Linked DNA regions of Mus musculus: region 1 is linked to region 2. The links are chromatin contacts, called in public Hi-C maps. All regions are on one chromosome and are shown on one strand. Each heading gives the region's core, a stretch centred on a gene start, on an enhancer-like site or on the middle of the called end of the contact. The rest is flanking DNA. Distances are from core to core; before and after follow the strand shown. Region 1 has its middle 42 kb from the start of Gm29895. Region 2 has its middle 26 kb from the start of Gm23981.

Region 1 (6,166 bases), core at 3,179-5,678, 170 kb before region 2:
AAGATACTATTCACAGACCACATGAATCTCAAGTAGAAGGAATACCAAAGTGTAGATACTTCGGTCCTCCATTTAAGGGGAAACAAAATACCCATGGAAGGAGTTACAGAGACTAAGTGTGGAGCAGAGACTGAAGAAAAGGCCATCCAGAGACTGCCCCACCTGTGATCCATCCCATATACAGTCACCAAACCAGAGACTATTATGGATGCCAACAAGTGCTTGCTGACAGGAGCCTGATAGAGCTGTCTCCTGAGGGGCTCTACCAGTGCCTGACAAATACAGAGGTGGGTGCTCTCAGCCAACTATTGGACTGAGCATAGGATCCCCAATGGAGGAGCTAGAGAAAGGACTCAAGGGGTTTGCAACCCCATAGGAGGAACAACAACAAGAACCAACCAGTACCCCCAGAGCTCCCAGGGACTAAACCACCAACCAAAGATCACACATGGTGGGACTCGTGGCTCTAGCTGCATATGCAGCAGAGGATGGCCTTGTAGGTCATCAATGGGAGGAGAGACCCTTGGTCCTGTGAAGGCTCTATGCCCCAGTGTAGGGGAATGCCAGGGCCAGGAAGCAGGAGTGGGTGGGTTGGTGAGTTGGTAGGGGGTAGGGGATGGGGGGCTTTCACAGGGGAAAACAGGAAAGGGGATAACATTTGACATGTAAATAAAGAAAATATCTAACCAAAAAAAGGAAAAAAAAAAAAGATGTCAGACTGTGCTTAGCACAGTTATTACAAAGTAAACTTTGACTGTTGATTTTTCCAAAGTTTGCTCAATGCTAAGAGCCTCATGCTTATTAAAATCTACCTGTAATTGTCAAAATATTTTAAAATGAAGTATTAATTTTCTTCAGCTATTGTGGAATAGCTGTGCAATAACTATATACACGCAGCAATGATCTCTCACAATATAGAATTGAATTCACATATTATAAGCACAGAGTCCATTTAGCAAGCTTTCAAAGAAATTAATCAGACTTTAGGCGATTGATTTTGAAGCTAATCATAGTAAAATGTAGAGGTTCTCTTGCCAGAAGGCATTAATTCTACCTGTTTGAAGTCAGGTCCAACTGTACACAAGTAGAGGAGGGTTAATGAACTGAGTCTCAAAGGACAAGTTTCCCAACTGGAGGCAATAAGAAACACCGGTGCCCACTTAGTGAGGTGAGATCTGTGTGGGAACAGCAGGAAACGCTGAGCTGTTGCTGAGACCGCCCCAACCGTAACCGCCCCAGCCTACATCACGGCAGGCAAGGAGGCACACAGTTGGGTGAGCTCCATCAGCCTCTCTTCAGCAGCTTCTCCGGCCGTGTCCCTGCTGCACACTCCTGGGCACACTCCTGGGTACGAAGCTTTCGCTTTGCCCTATCCATCCACTCATTCATTTTATCAAAGCCAGAAAACAAAGGAAATTTAACAGAAATAAGCCAACGAACTTCATCGCACCTCATTTTACACAACCATTAAAAACATACAAATATCTCACGTGTGTTCCATGAGCTTCGTGTGAACTCACAATAGGATTGATTCCCCACGTCATATTGATAAAGCAGTGTACCCCAGAACCACTTCTCAGGATTTTAGTTTTTAGAACATAACTAACTACATTTTGTATGTTATCATTTTTGAAACCAAGGAATATTTCATTTAAAGATGTTTAGACCCACTAAGGTCTCCTAAGATTTAGTGGTCTATTGTTTTCTGAAGTCTCTGGATTACATCATTAGGCAGTGGTAGTCCTGGGCAGGGTGCTTTGGAGGAAAGCATATTTTGAGAGTATTGTCTTTAGATCATTTATTTAAATTGGTGTATTTTTGGAAGCGGAGACATAAACTAACTCCTTGGTAAAGAAGAAGAAGGCTGTCTTGACAGACATAAGGGGAATCATCTGATGTGTCAAAAGAGTTTTCAAACCGTTGGGTGCTCATCCCTTCGGATCTGAAGCTGGCTGCTGTTTCCTGGGTTCAGACTTGAGGGACCTGGCTTGCAACTACAGCGCACAGCCACTAGAGGTCAGAGTTTTACATCGTCCTGAATAGACGACAAGAGTCTGAGACAATGGTATTTCCTTCCTCACATACTCTAATGTCCTTGATTAAAAAAGAGAAGAAAACCGAGAAAAGTGAGATCACTGTCGTAAGAAGAGGGCTGTCGGCACTCAGAAGGAATAAAAACAAAGAGCTGAAAACATTTTGCAAATGTGGAGAGAAAACAAAAAGCATACAGATCAGTCTGATGACCAAGGTTGTATTGCTATATCCATCTCCTCCAAGGAGACAAAGGTGTGCTAAAAACAACAACTACAGCATCAGTGATGGTGACAACAACAGCAGGGACCAACTTGTACTGAATACACATTACATATTACTAAAAACACATCTCAGAGATGAAAAAAGCAAGCACTGAGTTCCGGGACAGCTTTTAGGGGCCTGAACAATGTTTGCACCCTCTGTAACCACAATCTCACATTTGAGGGTTTTGCCTGCCCTGCACCCAAAAACCATCAAGTACAGAGCCAAGGGAAGAGCTGTTGATATGAAGATGTCACATGGCTCAGGGAAGGAGCTGTTGACATGAAGATGTCACATGGCTCACAGAATTCGTCACAGCAGCAGGATTTAGAAGCAAAGTAACTGCTTAATATTAAGATTACAAAACAAAATCGCAAATGACATAGTCACTATTTTCAGAATTATAAAGAAAGAAAAGGGAATTGAGGAAATATATTTCTAGCATCAGTGGAACTGTGTAAACTACATAAAATGTGTGCTTGTATGAATGAGTAATAAAAGGAGTCTGAGAAAAGAATGGCATTCACGCTAGGATTATATGGATCATATAGAAAAATACGGCCCTAGAAAAGCATGTTTAAATCATTGGCAAAGATATAGTGTAAAGTTCCAGGGAGTTCGGAGTTTACACAAGCTCAACTGGACCCGCTAGTGAGCAGACATCTGCCATTGTCTGCCAACTGCTCCCAGACCTTCCGACTGGACATATTTACTCTGGTCAACTGTGTCCCTTAATATGCCACAGATTCATCAATAATAGTCACTGTTCTTCTCAGTAGCAATAACAACACATCCAATACGTGCAGTTTAAAAAAAATTGATCAGCTGGGCTGGAGAGATGGCTCAGCCGTTAAGAGCACTGACTGCTCTTCCAGAGGTCCTGAGTTCAAATCCCAGCAACCACATGGTGGCTCACAACCATCTGTAATGAGATCTGACACCCTCTTCTGGTGTGTCTGAAGACAGCTACAGTGTACTTACATATAATAATAATAAATAAATCTTTGGGCTGGACAGAGTGGGACTGGAGCAAGCAGAGGCCCTGAGTTCAATTCCCAGTAACCACATGTAGGCTACAGTATACTCATTTACATAAAATAAATAAATAAATCTTAAAAAAATTGTCAGCTACTTCAAGTCTAGTTTCTGGAAATACAGTGTCATTTAGAGTCATGCGATACTTCCAACAGAACGGTAACCCAAAAGAGAACAGAAAGGAAAATTCAAATGGATCCGGACTTTGGCGAGCATCGAGGCCAGCTGAACTGCCAACAGAGCACAGGCTCGCTGAAATGAACCCTTTTACACCTCTAAGCACAAAGTCACAGAACACGGGAAGGCCAGGCATCTCAGGAACCATTCTTAAAGAGAGATGTCAGGTTCCCACAAGCCATCATGGGTCACTTATCTGCGTTTGAGCTTCTTTTTCTACCCAGCAGCTTTGTGGTTTCTAAACCTCAGATGGTAATTGCTCATGGAGAAATACCCAGATTCGTGGCTTGGTCCACAGAAAAGCTGAATGGATGCAATGCCCCCTCCCACCCACCCCCATCTCACCCCCATTTTTCTAAACTTCTTAGCAGTATCACTTTTTGAGTGCAAAGCTGGTGGTGCAGAAAACTGTGCCCCATCTTTAAAACTCTTCCCTTTGGCTACACACAGGTGTGCCTTTCCCCAGCCAGGGCATGTTCCTTTAAGGGGTTACCCACTACCAGAAAAGAAGGAGCCAGCTAATCCATGCAGCATTCAGCTGCTAGGCAAACCTCACAGCTGTCTTGCTTCAAACCTCCTCCCTCACTGCCCACACTGAAAACATGCAAGTTAAAGAGCGGTTTAAATTAGCATTCTTTAAAGCACCCTTTCGTTACCATATGATGCCAGGGAATCTATTACAGAAAGGCATTCCTAGCACCAGGAACGGACTGGAGCAGAAGAAAATGTAACAATGGCATTCCTGTGTGGCTGAGTAAGGCAGGCAGAGGTTTTGTTCAGAGCAGATGTCAGAGACCTGTAAACCCTAGACAAACAGTGATAAAGACGGATCTTAAGAACACAACCCACTCCAACAGACTCTGACACGTAAGAACAACAGTCCAACACATACAGCACAGGACAGCAGCAGTCCGGCACAAACCAAGTGAGCACCAGGGATCTCCTCTGAGAGTGCAGACTGTCATCCATAGAACAGTGCTGAGCACTGTTCTAGGTACTCGGGACACATCTGTAAATGAAGTAGACAGAAGGTCTGCTCATCTGGAGCTCACATTCTGTCAGGAACTCTGACAGAATGCACGCAGGAGGAATTCAGAGCAGATTGGGATACAACCTGTTTTCTTATTTACATGTCAAGGCATTGCTATGCAACAAGATGTGGGATGTCACAGCAACACTCCAAATCTCACTCACACATTCTCTACCACTCTTCTATTTCTCTGTGTGATTATGCATGCATAAATATATGTTAAATTATCAATCTACAGGTTTGACCACTTGACCAATACTTCATTTATCTTTTTGTTTGTGTGGATATAGGACTTATGTAACACTCACCCAGCCTAGAAGAGCCCATGGGCTTTTGTCAGTTCATAAAATGTTATAAAACGTTCCTCCAAGTCTGGTGACACATAGATGCCTCCACCTGGGAGAACCTTCCTGACCCTTAAAATCAAGGTTCTGGCTCCTCAAAAAGCCAAACTGAGAAACGACGCTCATGAAGCTGTACTCCAGTTTGCAGTCCTGGGCTGAAGACAATGGCCATTTAATTGCACACAAGGTCAAGATCTTTTGATTGGCAGGCTGACAGCTCTGTAGAAGTAATTCTTCATATGGAATTCCCTTGAAATCAAAGGCATCATCATGAGGAGATTAAAAAGGAACAGCTGAGTGGACTGCTCATTTCCAGAGATGTCAGATGGTACTTAATGTATCCTGTTATTTCAGGTGAGCATGCAGTAGATGCTTCTGGGATCTGTAATTGTATTCTGTATTCACCTCATGCCGAGTTAGTGACTGTTCTACTCTCCTTCCCAGGAGAAGTACAGGGTTAGGTTCTTGCAAGCCTCTGCTTCCCACACGGTCCTCATCTTATGTATCACCCACACCACAGGGCTTATTAATAAGGCTAGTTGTATCCACACTGAAGAGACTCTTCCATGTACCATTTGGCCCATACAGCCCAGGGTTTTACATTTTCTTTTGTAGTCTCTGATTGTGCAGAGCCTAACTTGCCTATACAACTAAAGTTTTCCACATCAGATCACCCATAGAAATGTGCAAGTCCCAGTTGAGGAGTAGGCTCAGTGGGCTCAGTGGGCAAAGGCGTGTCATATAAGCATGAAAATCTGAGTTCAGATCCCTGCCACTCACAAAAAAGCCTGGGATTGGCCGCAAGAGCCTAGAGCCCCCCCCCCCCCCCCCCCCCGCTGTGGGGAAGCTGAGGCAGGAGGCCCTGGGCCCAAGAAATAATTAAGCATAGGCAAATAGATGGGAGAGCCTGTCTCAAAATGATAAGGGAGAGCCTGTCTCAAAAAGATAAGGGAAGACATGGAGGAAGGAACTAGACTAATCTCAGGCCTCAGCACTTGCACACACATGTGTGCATGCACACATGAACCTATTCACAGAGTCACACTGATACACAGACACACAGTCACACAATCACACAGTCACGCACAAAGACAGACAGACACACACACACAGACAGAGAGGCAGAGAAAGAGAGACAGACAGACAAAGAGGCACAGAGAGAGAAAGACAGAGAGAAAGACAGACAGACAGAGAGAGAGAGAGAGAGAGAGAGAGAGAGAGAGAGAATATGCAAATATGCAAACCAGTACCGGCAGAGAGGGCCTTTCTAGTTTTCTTACTCTGG
Region 2 (5,634 bases), core at 587-3,086:
ATAAGGATTTTGCTAATGGTTTCACCACTTACTGCCAACCATAACTTAATCAGTTTTCTCTCACACTTCTCAATAATAAACCTTTAGAGTAGAATTCTTTTTTTTTTTTTACTTAGTCATGACAATGCTATTTATACAATTTAGTCCTCTCACTTGTTAATGTGTAGCATTTGTCTAAATTATTATAGGTTTTTATATTCTCAATGGTTACATATTGTTCAACAAATAAATACATCAAAATCCACAATCATTCCCTGCAGATGAGCATTTCAAATATCAAGTCATCAAACAACGTTACCTTTCTGCGGGAAGGACATAAAACTTTCATCAAGACAAATCATAGAGTATATGATACTTAGAAATCAACAGGAGGAAAGAGAGGCAGTCCCAGCTTTTCCCACCCAGAAGGCAACTCTTCAGGGTAGTTAAGAATAAGAGGCTCAGGGAAGCTGGGACCTGGCAGTCAAAGAAACTCAGCATCCTGGCAAGCAAGACAAAACAAATGCTTGTTCCCAGAAGTTCCATTTATTCCATAACCAGATGGAATGTTCATCAAAGACAACCAGATTTTCTATAGTAATAGAAAGTGTCTTTGAAAGTAGTGTTCAGTCAAAGATCACAAAATATGTTACAGATTTCAATGCTCACTGGAAAAGGAGCAAGGTACTGGGAGCCATCCATCTCTACAGCAAGAAAGCAGTGAAGAGAAGAATGTTGCCTTTCAGTCCCATTGTATCAATAAGAAAGTGTTTGTAACAGCTTGCCGGGATCTGTACCAACTCTTTCATGTTGTTTGCAACATTGTATCATTAAGTTTCCTTTTTTAAGTCAAAGCGGGGTTGGGAGATGGACAGAGAGGTGACCCTTCTTTTACAAAGCCTTGGTAGCTGAAGTCAATATTTAAATTTTTCCCAACCCCTCTGAAGAAAAATGAAAGCCAGGCCATCATTTCGTCAGGGAAAGAAATTCCCAAGAGTAGTTTTAAAATATAACAGTGGTAATAAGGACTGCTGCAGAAGCAGGAAAAAAACATGTGAAGAAAAATGGGTAGTGGTTTTAGGAGGTTTTAGAATTTAAAAATCGGGGGTTGGGGGTGTAATGTAGCAGAGAAAGTGCTTGCCTCTGATGCAGAAGGCCCAGGTTCTGTCTCCAGTGCCTTATGAAATCAGTCGTGGTGGCACAACTGTAATGCTAGCATTCACACTGGGAGGCCAAAGCAGGAGACTGAGACATTCACCATCACCCTTAGCTAAGAGGTGAGTCTCAGCCCATCCTGTGCTGCTTGAGAATCTGTCTCCCACCCACAAACAAGGCAGAAGGCAATATATCTTGGACCTGAAGAAAATTAAAGGGCAAAAAATGTTATGTCATCCCAAGATGCACAATATCAGAATCTATAGGTCATTTTCTGTTTTCTTAGCTGCAACCAGAGCTTTAAAAAATAGTCTAAAAATGATTTTGATGGTGTCATTCGGACTATTCAAAGACGTTCTCAGTTCTCTTCCCTCTAAAACAGGTTTGTTTGTTTTTTTAAAGAAAGGACTTTCTCTAAAAATATTTGAGAAGAGTTCTGAAAGAGAGAGAGGGCCTGCATCCAGACATCTCTTAAAATCGCTTCCTGTGTCCTAACCCCAGATCCTCTCCTTATTCATCTCCTAAGAGGTAACCCAAACAGATTAAGAAATGAAATGCTTTTTTTTCCCCCTTGTCTCTTCTTCCTTGGCTTGGAGAACTATTTTTAAATTAACATTTCCTGTCCTCTCCCAAGAACCCTGGAAGCTTTGCAAACCGTTGTTAAAGACCTAGGCTAGGATCTTTCCCAAATTCGTTCAACACAGTTCCCCAGACAAACAACACCCACGTGAAGACATCCCAGTGTCAGGTGCTGTGAGGAAGGAGATGAACCACAGCGGCTGCCGGCATGAGCTGCTAGTTCAAGAGAATACTGCACAGGGAAGAGGGGCTTTTCCTCTTCCACGAGGATTTCAAGTTCCTAAGCTTGTTTGTCTCTCAAAGTCTCCTATGCTGCATACAACTCAGCCCAGAACGTGTTCTGCGTTTCTCTCCGTGTCAAGCTGGACTTCAAACACTAACTAGACCCAGTGATTTCTTCGGGCTGTATTATTGTTTGTCTCGTCAAGCAACACCTTTTCCTTGGCATCAGTTGCAGCAGAGTTCCATGAGGAACTTGGGCAATATTCTCCAGCTTACACAAAGGAAGAAAGAACAGACATGTTGTGGAAACATGGAGGGTTGCCCAGTGCACCCTTCCCACAAATGAATGCATGTGCACACGCAGAAACACACACACACACACACACACACACACACACACACACACACACCAGAAGACATAACTAGAGGAAATTTTCTTTCATCATCTTTCAGAGAAAAATTCTTGCAAACATAACTAACCAAAGTTTTTCTTTTCTTTTCTTTTCTTTTTCCAATCTAAAATTTGCAAAAGGGTTTATTTGTTTGCTTTAGTTAATAATGGTATTGCATTGGGTAATTCTCAAAGATGAGAATACAGAACCCACAAGGTTCTCATTTGGACTGAATTTTTCCCAAACAACAGCAATAGACATTCTCATTAATACAAGTCAGTTCAACTTACACACTGCTGATGGGCATTTAAAATAAAATAAAAAATCTGAGTTTGAAAATCCTAGTTTCATAGCCATGATACAAATGTCCAAACTATAACTTTCTAGAACAGATATAAAATTTTTATATTGTCTCCCAATTAATCAAAGAAATATTTGACCTAAAAGTAAACCCCAGTGCTCACACTCTGTATACCCCCTTACTCAGTGCAACCTGCTAACCAGTTTTCTACCTTGTGGCCTGTGCTTACTCTGAGATTTGTTACATGCATTTTTAAAACTAAAAAGAACATTTTTATAGGTGCCATAGAAAAATGTAGAAAAATGAATTACTCTCGAAAGTTAGCACCCACAGGGTTCCCAGCAGCTGAACTAAAATACCTACAGTGTGCTACCCTCCCAAGATGACTCGGACGTGGCAAGCTTAGGGATGCTGGTCAAAGCTGCACACTCAAAATCACCTGCATTTTAACACAGAAAGTAACTTGTAGATGGGCCCTGTCCCTAATTTCCAGGCTGCTGGTCACTTTTGGTTTCTTTGTACACAACTCTTCCATGACAACTAGCATGTCAGGAACCGTTCCTCTGGCTGTGTGAGAGCAAGTTCAATAAGCTTCACGCTCCTTAAAGCAAAGCGGCTTTTGTAGACTTTAGGGAACAACAGTGACAGCCAGCAGGACCCAAATGAAACACACAACCTTTGGAAGTCCCAGAGTCTTCAGAAAACCCCACCCAGTAATAGCCCACTGATGGTTTCCTGTGTGCAAACTAACAGTAATTTCCAGTGTTGCGACCTACTTCCACGAAGCCCTTTGCCTGGCAGAATTTGTTCTGGGAGAGAATATGCTAACATGTATTGTATATTTTTCTCTGAGAGATGCCTCCAAATCTCTATTGGTCCATCAGTAGAGTGAGACTGGTAGCTAAGGTCCTTTCTATTTAAGCATTATCTCCAATTACATGAATTAAAACTACACATTTTGCTTGCTCAATACAAATGCTCTCTAAACTTATGTCAGCCAAATCTTATAATTTTATTTAAAAAAAAAAAAAAAAAAAAAACCCTGAAGGACAAAGGTGACAGCTGAGTGGTTTGTCGCTGTCCATTCACAATCTCGCAGGAGCCGAGAAGTTCGAAGTTGTGAGCAGGCTCTGTTCACTGGAGAGGCCTGTGCAGTAGAGTGTAGATCCTTTCATGTACTGTACTGTACACCTGATACTGTAAGCATACTGTAATAATAGCGTCTCACATGGAAATGAGAGAAGACGCTGGGTCAGCAGCAAGCTGTAATTTTAAAAAATGTTTTTAGTTAAATGTTGAGGAGAAAAACAAAAAAGGGCTTTGCCTCCAAAGTATCATATGTGAACCTACAACACCCTGACCTCTTTCTCTCCTCCTTGGTTGTAGAACTGGTAGATTTTAACCTTTAGCTGTAGCAACTGCACTGCCGTGTGTGTGTGTGTGTGTGTGTGTGTGTGTGTGTGTGTGTGTGTGTGTGTATGACGTTGTACATTGCACAAACTCTTGAATTCTTCACAGTTTGGGCCCCTTCCCAGTTACTCTTTTATAGTATGGCAAGTTAACAAGTTGGTGACCTGTACAAATCGAGACACAGCTATTTAATCTCTTGCCCGACATTGCCCTTCTTGATGCGATGCTCTGCAGATCTCTGAAAAAGCCCTTACTGGCTCAGCAGCCAATCAATTTAGAGAGGTTTTTTTTTTTTTTCCCCTGGGATTTTGTTTTGTTTTTGTTTCCTTTCTAATCGAGGTGTGAAAAAGTTCTAGGTTCAGTTGAAGTTCCTGGTGAAGAAACACGATTGAGATTTTTTTTTCAGTGATAAAATCTACATATTTGTATTTCAACAATGTAGCTAAAATCTTGATGTAAATTCCTCCTTTTTCCCCTTTTGAACTTAATGAATATCATTTATTCAGAATGAAATCTTTACACTATATGTTCCACGTGTTAAGAATAAATGTACATTAAATCTTAAATAAATAAATAAACAAACAAACAAACAAACTTAGGTACAATATGAGACCTCAGGGAAGTCTGTTATTTTACGTGATACCATGCACTGCCTTTGTAAAGTGACTTTTAAAGATAAATTATTTTACTAACAACAAATGTATCATCTTTATTATTAAACCAAGAGTGTGTTTTATAAGATTGGATAGTACTCATGCACTATTTAAAGGGATAAATAAAGACTTAAAAGAAAGAAAGAAACAAAAAACAAAACAAAACAAAACAAAACAAACCAGAAAATCATCCACCAAGTAAAACTTTGCCCAGGTAAATTCTTTCATTCAATAAACATCCACTGAAGGGTTTTCTAAGCTAAACATTAAGCAACAAGCACAAGGCAGTTGGAGTTCCTGCTGTCCACAGAGTTGACATTCAGGGGAAATGGTGAGTCCTAAGCAAATACCAGTGGAATTGGTGTTAAGACTTTAAAAGGACAGAGGTGCTAAGAATGACATCTAAGAGGTATTCCTGGGGATGAGGTATTTAGACTGAGATCTGAGCCTTAGGTGACAACTCACCAAGGAAAGTGAGCCAGCTTTATACGTAGGCAATAGACCATCAGCTAAAGAGAACTGAGAAAAGCATATTAAAACCAAGGAAAAGAAGAGGTAGGTTGGCAAGTTTGGAGAAATGGAGGCATGGCCAGGCTCAGAGTGGAAGCCCTTGCCACCATGCAAATTTTTTATCCCTTATCTGCAGAACAGAATTAAAACACCACTAGCAACAAGAGTATTAAAAAGTGATGCAGCGAGAGCGTCACAGTAATAACTTCATGAGCGCACACATCAAGCAAACAGCACTCCGGAAGCTCTCTCTGGAGCTTCCTTTCTCAGCCCCAGGTTATCCTTCAGGAAGAGCTGGTGATGGCAGGGCTACAATGTGGCTAGCGTGTTTGATGCTGGGACTCTGAAGGGATGCAGAGGAATAAGATGGAGAAGGAGGCACCGCCAATCCGAAGGCACAAAGTTAAACTCAGCATTTAATGCCTTCAATAGT

Evidence for each region. A called contact is a pair of places that touch in the nucleus more often than the background predicts.
Region 1: a contact with region 2 is called in a Hi-C map of uterus, with 2.7 times the contacts expected there. The contact joins two enhancer-like sites. A contact is called at or near these places in 1 of 15 datasets of contacts at CTCF or cohesin (the NIH/3T3 cell line) and 7 of 484 Hi-C or Micro-C datasets (the C2C12 cell line, adipose-derived mesenchymal stem cells, nephron progenitors and 1 more).

Annotation. Positions count from the first base shown.
Region 1 is chr8:78,000,188-78,006,353 of GRCm38.p6, reverse strand. No RefSeq gene overlaps it. Among named protein-coding and RNA genes, the nearest start is that of Gm29895, 42 kb to the left of the region's middle. Within about 2 kb of position 4,428, at least 39 of the 459 cell types and tissues checked have an H3K27ac peak or open chromatin away from gene starts, as enhancers often do. A contact at or near this core is called in uterus, where this site is marked.
Region 2 is chr8:77,831,028-77,836,661 of GRCm38.p6, reverse strand. No RefSeq gene overlaps it. Among named protein-coding and RNA genes, the nearest start is that of Gm23981, 26 kb to the right of the region's middle. Within about 2 kb of position 1,836, at least 10 of the 459 cell types and tissues checked have an H3K27ac peak or open chromatin away from gene starts, as enhancers often do. A contact at or near this core is called in uterus, where this site is marked.